Regions from separate parts of the Bicyclus anynana genome. Here region 2 is linked to region 1. The links are chromatin contacts, called in public Hi-C maps. All regions are on one chromosome and are shown on one strand. Each heading gives the region's core, a stretch centred on a gene start, on an enhancer-like site or on the middle of the called end of the contact. The rest is flanking DNA. Distances are from core to core; before and after follow the strand shown. Region 1 overlaps LOC112051487 (transcription factor Sox-5). Region 2 overlaps LOC112051487 (transcription factor Sox-5).

The links. Hi-C and Micro-C count contacts between places; a contact is called where the count stands out from the background.
Region 2: a Hi-C map of whole body shows a contact between it and region 1, with 2.7 times the contacts expected there. The contact joins two enhancer-like sites. A contact is called at or near these places in 2 of 2 Hi-C or Micro-C datasets (whole body and whole larva).

The regions. Positions count from the first base shown.
Region 1 is chr23:11,117,846-11,121,685 of ilBicAnyn1.1, forward strand. The region is part of intron 1 of LOC112051487 (transcription factor Sox-5); the gene reads left to right. Among protein-coding and RNA genes, the nearest start is that of Trnad-guc, 6.7 kb to the left of the region's middle. Within about 2 kb of position 1,571, at least 5 of the 8 cell types and tissues checked have open chromatin away from gene starts, as enhancers often do.
Region 2 is chr23:11,200,986-11,204,721 of ilBicAnyn1.1, forward strand. The region is part of intron 3 of LOC112051487 (transcription factor Sox-5); the gene reads left to right. Among protein-coding and RNA genes, the nearest start is that of LOC112051489, 86 kb to the right of the region's middle. Within about 2 kb of position 2,431, at least 4 of the 8 cell types and tissues checked have open chromatin away from gene starts, as enhancers often do.

The sequences.
Region 1 (3,840 bases), core at 321-2,820:
TTACTGTTAAAGTTGAACTTTAGGACGTCGCAGTAAAGTCTAGTTCTGTTTTGTTGGATCGCGTTGGACAGTAAGCGACACCTGTTCGCAGCATCCGGTCTAAGATGCGTCTGTAATGAGCACCCGCTGCGTACACTCGAGTGAGAAAGCGTTTGCATATTTTTTTAATAAGTAGATAATAGTTAGAATTAGAATTTTAAGGGTTACCTACTTAAATTCGAAAAGTGGTGCGATCCCTGCTGTAAACTATACCTATCCATTGTAAATAGGTAGGTACCTACGTATACTAAAGAAAAATCAATCATTAAATAAACTTCAAAAATAACAACCTTAAATAAGTAGGTACAACAATAAACAGAACCAGAAAATGCGTACAAATCATGCAATTTTGTCTTACAATTGCTAGTACCTACCTAGGTAGCTTTTTCTTTTTCTTAGGGTGTATGTTCATCTGTAGGTAGGTATATTTTTTTATTGAATAGGCATCCACTTATAGGCAAATAGATGTTCAAATGAATTACTTTCGTGAAACTTAGACTTCGGACGTGATATTAAATAAGTTCGTGGAGGAACTCGATTGCGTTTTAAAAAAAATCACTCGGTTACCTACCGAATCAGACATTTTCCCTCGATAAATCTAGCTAACCATGTTGGTACTTGTCTATTATTATTTTATTAATTAGTTGCTAAAGCTTATATTTAGGTAAAGCGTATCTTATTTTCCACGCGACAGTATCGAGAGCATTGAACACTTGACGTATCGTTTAAGTCCATTTTGCTATTTTATATTGAATATAAATAACCCGTAGATATCTTAAGAATAATGAGCTTAGTTAGAAAACTCGAGAGATATAAGATCTAGTAGCCAGTTTATCATAGCTAAACCACCATTGGTCATATTATCTACATGGAATTCATTAGTAGGTAGGTCTATTTTGATAAATTGGTCTAGCCTAGTCTGTATAACTAATAATTAGCTGAAGTAGGCTTTTGCCAATCCTACTTATTCGTAAGTAGGTAAAATCTCAAGTTAATACTGTTTAGTTACGTAGTTACTTACCTATTTATTACAAACAAGCAATATAAAGCAACCAAAATAAGGCGTTACTTACTACATTGGGCAAGATACTTTTAATAATTGCCAAATCCCTTCAGTCAGCGTTGACAAGCATGCTTCAACTTAAACATTCTATGTTTATCAAATTTTTTATTATGCTTCCATGTCTTGGGCTCATAACAATGTATGCGATTGTTATTTTTTGCACACACAATAAGTGTGTGTGAAAACTAAGAAAACGAATAAAGGTGCAGTAAGGAATAATACCTATAGGTACTTTCAGACTTCTGTACAGTTCAGATGAATTAATTGAACGCAAGACGAGAAAACTACAGTTAATACAAACAAAATTATGAAAATATAACTAACGTTAGTTTGAGATTGGACGTATCACGAACAATGAACGAATTTGAAGCTGAACAATTCTAAATTTGAAATAATCACACCAATCCGACAATAGAGTTGACGCGGCATTCCAATTCGGTGCGCTATTGTTGAATGCGGCGCCCTGATTGGCCGAGGGGCACAATGGGCCACGCCTCCCACACAATGCCCTATTGTCAGCTACCTGTGTGCCGCCCAGCGAACCTACGCTAGCTTCCTCTGTAAACTGTAAACAGACGTTTGTAACAATTACGGATTTTTCACGCCGACTGCAACAATTGGTATTGAAATTCAAAATATTCGATGTCCAATAGCCTCTAAGTTGCGTGTCTGAAACCTGAAAATCATAGATTTGATTCTTTTAATTCTGTTGGTAGGTACATTTGGGTAATGATCAGGTACTTAGGCACTTACCTATAAATTTTCAAAAGCTAAAAGTTCTGTAAATATCACCCAAAACACATTAGAAACATGTAGGTAAAAAATAAAATCGTTTAAATGCATAAACAGTCTTAAGTGCTGTAAATGGAAATGGCTTAGGCCGGCTACAAGGGTGCGTTTTATATTCATAGACTTAGACACATTCTCATTTTGTTACTTTGCTGTTTATTTTCACTTTCGACATGTTCTATGCCTTTTGGAGCTCATAGTCATAAGGTACAAGGTACGTATCTATTAATAATCAAAACTCAATAGTTTTGTCGGTTTTATCTAATTTAATATTCCATTGACTAGTTAAGGCAGTAGACAGTACCTACTGCTTACCTACCTAATGTAATCTAAGCATAGCCACCACAGTTATAAGAGAGATTCAAATCCAAGAGGTCTATAGAGTCCGATGAAATAATAACCCACTAAAATATTGTCGTGATACCCATTCCTATTGAAAATTTCCACTTGTTTGGAATGGAAGTGGAATATTCAAAATCAAAAATACACTCAATCAAAGAGATGAATGGAAAAAATTGGAAGTGGCCTATACTTTACATAATTATGATCATTATTTAGGTAGTATTACTAACATAGTTTAGGTAAATACTTTAAAATATATTGTTGTTAGGCTTAAGATGTGACATTGTAGAGCCGCCGTTAAAAAACGGTCAACCAAAATAACCGCTCAGCGTATAAGCGACCTTATTGATTTTTTCCCGAAAAAAAAAACTGTAAAAGCATCATTAAAAAACTAAGTGAAGCGGACATCGTCGCTAAGCGAGTTACACGAAATATTGGCTAGGGGGGGAAATAAATGAACATTAGTCCGACTAATGGACACGTTTACTTCAGTTGGGAGTATTTTTAAAATATCCAAAATGGATTTTGCCTTGAAATTAATCACATTTACTGTGACTTTATCCTATCCAAGATATTCATTTATTTACTTTTTCGTTGGTCTATTGGTTAGTCGCTTATAATATTTTTTTTACTCTGCTAATTGGCATAGATCATGAAATCTTGGTTTCGAAAGCTGCGTCGGGTTTACATATTTTTAAATATGTAAGTAGAATCATTATTTTATCATTATTTTTAAAAATTAAGCCTCAATAGCTCAATGACTCAATCCCCGCCCCGTTGGTCTATTGTCGTACCCACTCCTAATACCTACAGTCTTTTTCGACTAGTAGGAGGGGAATGAGAATACTGTCCATATTTAAAAGAAATGGCAAATATTCTATTAATAATTTTTTTTTTTTTTTTCAATAATTTCTCAGTAGCAGCCCGGAACCAGATGGTAATCGTAATAATACATAAGTCGCCTTGTAAATAAAGCTGGTAGAGTCCCTTTTGTTTTAAGGGATATCTACCAATTAAATAGTTGATACAGTAACTCCAACCTATTTAACTTTCCAAGGCGAATAGCAATTACTTGATTGGGTCCGTTGTTAGTGTTGTCTTGAGGGTTCTTGGAAGTATCTGTTAGAGTGTTTGTGTAGAGATTTCCGCTTTTGATTACGTATTGGGTACAAGTTAGGTTAAGTTTTATGGGTGCCAGTGTCATTGATACCATCCTGTAGGCCTATTCACTATTTTGCCCTTTATTATCAACCTATGGATGTGGACAACAAAGTGTCATCTACAATCTACATACTATATGATATCCACCATAAGCACCGGATGACATTTGACAATTTGTATCATAGCATGTAGATAACATGAATAATTAAGCTTCTTTAGTGTCAAAGAAGCTCAATATTTCATGAGTTTTCTTTTATTTTGTTCGTAAGTTTCAGTCGATACCTACTCTATTAGGTTCGAAGCTGTTCCAAGAAATCTTAAGCATCTTCCTGTTTATTTGCCATCCAGTCATCTCGAATGCTTGCAACCTGCTTACCTATGTACTGCTTCTTGAAAACCTAAGTTTCACTACCATATTTGAATTAGAATGATTGACAATTTACGCA
Region 2 (3,736 bases), core at 1,181-3,680, 84 kb after region 1:
GCCCGTTTGATGTTTACTAATTGACAATCAGCCGAGGGATGCGTCTCATTGGTCCGCTTCCACGTTCCGTTTTTAAAAATTAAAGACAAAATAAATTAACGGGGTGGCTACTTTTTTTTTATTCTTTGTTTTGTTTTTTTTTCGCGTACCCGTATCGTTATGCTGTTACCTATGGGTACCGTGGGGATGTTTTATCATGCCTTACATATATTTAGGTATCGAAATGGAAAACTGGGAGAGTAGTTGTTTTGTACAAAAGTTTCTACTAAGCTCTCTCTCTCTCTGCGGTCGTTTCTTCATTTGATGGTTTGATCCTAATCTCCTACGGGTCCACGTTTTCCACCGGCTTGGTTGGTGGCCATTTTTGTTAGCGTGTAGAAATTCGTCTTTTATCCTCTTTCAGCTGATCAGCCCATCGGGTTAGTGAGTAGCCCCTCGGTCTTTTCCCTAACTCTAATAAGCTCTCTCTGGAAAAGTCTCTTAGGAATGGTTGGATTTCACTCCAAAGATACTAACATGGTAAGTATGTTTTTTCGGATTTGGCTGGAGTTTAAGCTCGTCGGCTTTTTTCGGAAAATAACAAATTAATAAAACATCAACAAAGAAACTATTTTTTTAAATGATGAAGTTTCGAGTACTTGTGTACTTAAAAATACTCTAAGTGATTATTTAAGCTTCTAAATACCTACCTTAATTGATTAGATACCTGAATCATTTTTCATCTAAAGTTTCGGTAAAGTACGGGATTCACTTATGGTTAATACCTTAGGCAAACCCCGTACACACGGTTTCCCAAGTGAAAGTAGTTATAACATTTTCAAATCAGTGAAGAGTATGAAACCTCGTCATGCTACGCGTTCCATATTTGAAAATAGACACAAAACGATCGCGCGTTCATTTATATTTTTAATTCCAATCCAATTGCGTTGTATGGCGAGCGCGACGCGGCAAAGTGCCGTAACTTTTTAATATTGAAACTTTTTTTTTTTTTAATCAAAACGTTGCCCTGTCCGTCGGTTTCTTTCACAAACTAATTGGTCTGACGTTAACCCCTGGCTTTTTCCGTTTCAGAGCCATTTTTGAAAGCGCCTCGTTGACACATGATATTTTAGCGCGTACTTTTTTTTATGTAAGTGTTTAACATCATGTCGGTTAAGTGCGGGACTCGAGTGTCATGAAAATATCATGTAAATGGATGGTGAAATTAATTTTGTCAATATTACCAACATGACGCGCTGTGAGGAGCGAGCGGGCGGCAAAACGACTTTTTCAAAACACCATTTTATGTTGGCACTTCATAATATTCAAAGAGCGGAGTTATATTTAAAATAGGAAGTAATTTTTGCATCCTCCTTACAATAGGCTGGCGCAATTAGTTAATTAAATATTTATTAGGTTCTAGTGGACGGTGCGAGTTCTTTCGCGACGGTTTGGGGTCTTTTTCAATGATCCCTTGCGAAGTTTTTGATTTATGGGATCTGTAGAACTAAAAATAATGCTTACCACAAATGTAGGTATAAGTGAGAGCCGGGATAGCCTAATGGGTATGACCTCTGCCTCCGGTTCCGGAGGGTGTGGGTTCGAATTCGGTCCGGGGCGTGCACCTCCAGCTTATCAGTTGTGTGCATTTTAAGAAATTTAATATCACGTGTCTCAAACACGTGTCTCCTCTCAGAATGAGAGGGGTTAGGCCAATAGTCCACCACGCTGGCCCAATGCGGATTGGCAGACTTCACACACGCAGAGAATTAAGAAAATTGCAGATTTCCTCACGATGTTTTCCTTCACCGATTGAGACTGGGCTATCACGGCTCTTTCGGTTCGGTGTACCATTGACATAATGAGTCACATAGTTTTTATCATATTTTCGTTTTTGTGACCTAAAATAGTTATTTCAACGAAATAACCTTAACTGCACCATTTTACATTAAGCGGTAAAGTTTCTTTGTTTTTACGATCATCTTACATGATTATTTCAACGAAACTATGTAAATACCAGTTTTTCGTTAACATAACTTTACTACCTGCTACTACATGAAAAAGGAAGACGCAAAACGCACGTTTTGCACTCAATCACATACCTACCAAACCTACTAAACTAACAATCTATTTCAATATTAATCGCGCCGTGATTTCACAGTAAAATCCCGCCTACGCCCTGCGTCACAATCCACTTCCTATCCAAGACCATAACCCATTTATACCTAACCGTCAATCCATTGTTTTCCCAATGATAACCGCCGAATCAAATTATTGGCTGCATTACAACAGATTCTCCTCAAGCGATTCACGACTCTATAAAGCAAATATCGCGAGTTAAAAGAGTGAAATTCGCATGCATCGCTTTCACTAGGGCAGTTCGATGCTGTGGTGGGGATAACAATTGTCTATTGTCGGTGACTATCTCTGTTGCGCATCGCAGGCAACGGTTATTGTTAGACAGGGACGCGGAATGAGGTCGTCCCGTTTTAACACAATGCTCGTGGAAATGGGCACCGCCTTTGTAGTATTTTCCTCCATTCGGCCACGTTTGTTCTCATTCCATGTAATCCGTTATTTGCGCATGTCCTTTAGATAATTGCTGTGTTTAACGTGTTAGCGTTGTTATTAAAATCCGCCTTAGGAATGTATTTAACTGTCTACATATACCTAACTAATATATGTATTTATTATTAGGTGGGTGCGAGTAACTAGTATATTATATTGTAGATTCTTTATGATGTCTGATTATGTTCTTATAATAGGTATATGTATCCTTTTATCTACATCGTAGTTTTCTTTGAAGTTTTTCCGATCAAATTGTGTAGGTAGGTTATTTATTAAGCGGTGATCAATTTAAGGAACTATTATTTCTAAATTGGTCAATTTCTCTAGAAATAGAAACCAATTTAGAAACGACAGTTTTTTACCTTTATCTGGTTTCTACAATCATTCATGATTTTAGAAACCAGATATTAAAATCGTATAAAAGTAGGCACCGTATGACATTTGTTACATAGTATCTCAATTTCGTTATGTCAACTAATATACGCCAAAGTTAGTGAATTAGCCAGAACAAATTACTGGTCCTGGAAAAATATTTTTAAACGTCTCAGATTTATATGACTTGTATTCTTGTAGTCTAAGGTGCTGGAAACCACCCACCGGAAAGCGCAGTGTTGGTCGACCCCTCACTAGGTGGACTAAGGACATCAAGCGCGCCGCTCCTAGATGCTGGCGGCTCGAGTCCGTTTTGTTTGGAAGTCCATGCAAGAGGCCTATGTCCAGCTGTGGACGTCCATCGGCTGATAATAATGATGATGATTCTTGTAATGAACTTACTAATTAATCAGTTACTAATTAATTAATCAGTTTTGGACATGTCTCCCGGCGAGGGAATGACTGTATCGAACGCCTTGTTGTGCAAGGGAAGGTGGAGGGAACTAGGCAACGCGGAAGGTCACCCATGCGATGGACCGACCAGATTAAATCTGCTGTAGGCGGTCCCTTGCATGAATGTACGCGACTCACTACACAAAGGGAGAAGTGGCGAATGCTCGTGAGGCGTATTACATCTGCCTCCAACACGTCCTAAAGACCACGACCGCTCTGTCAAGAGCGCAGCGACAAAGAAGACTAATTAATCAGACAGACGATTACATGGCACTTTATATTAACAACAAAATGCATAAATATTTTAATATGTTCAAAAGTGCTCGCTTATCAAGCCCATTTGCTGTATAAGCAATGTCGTTTT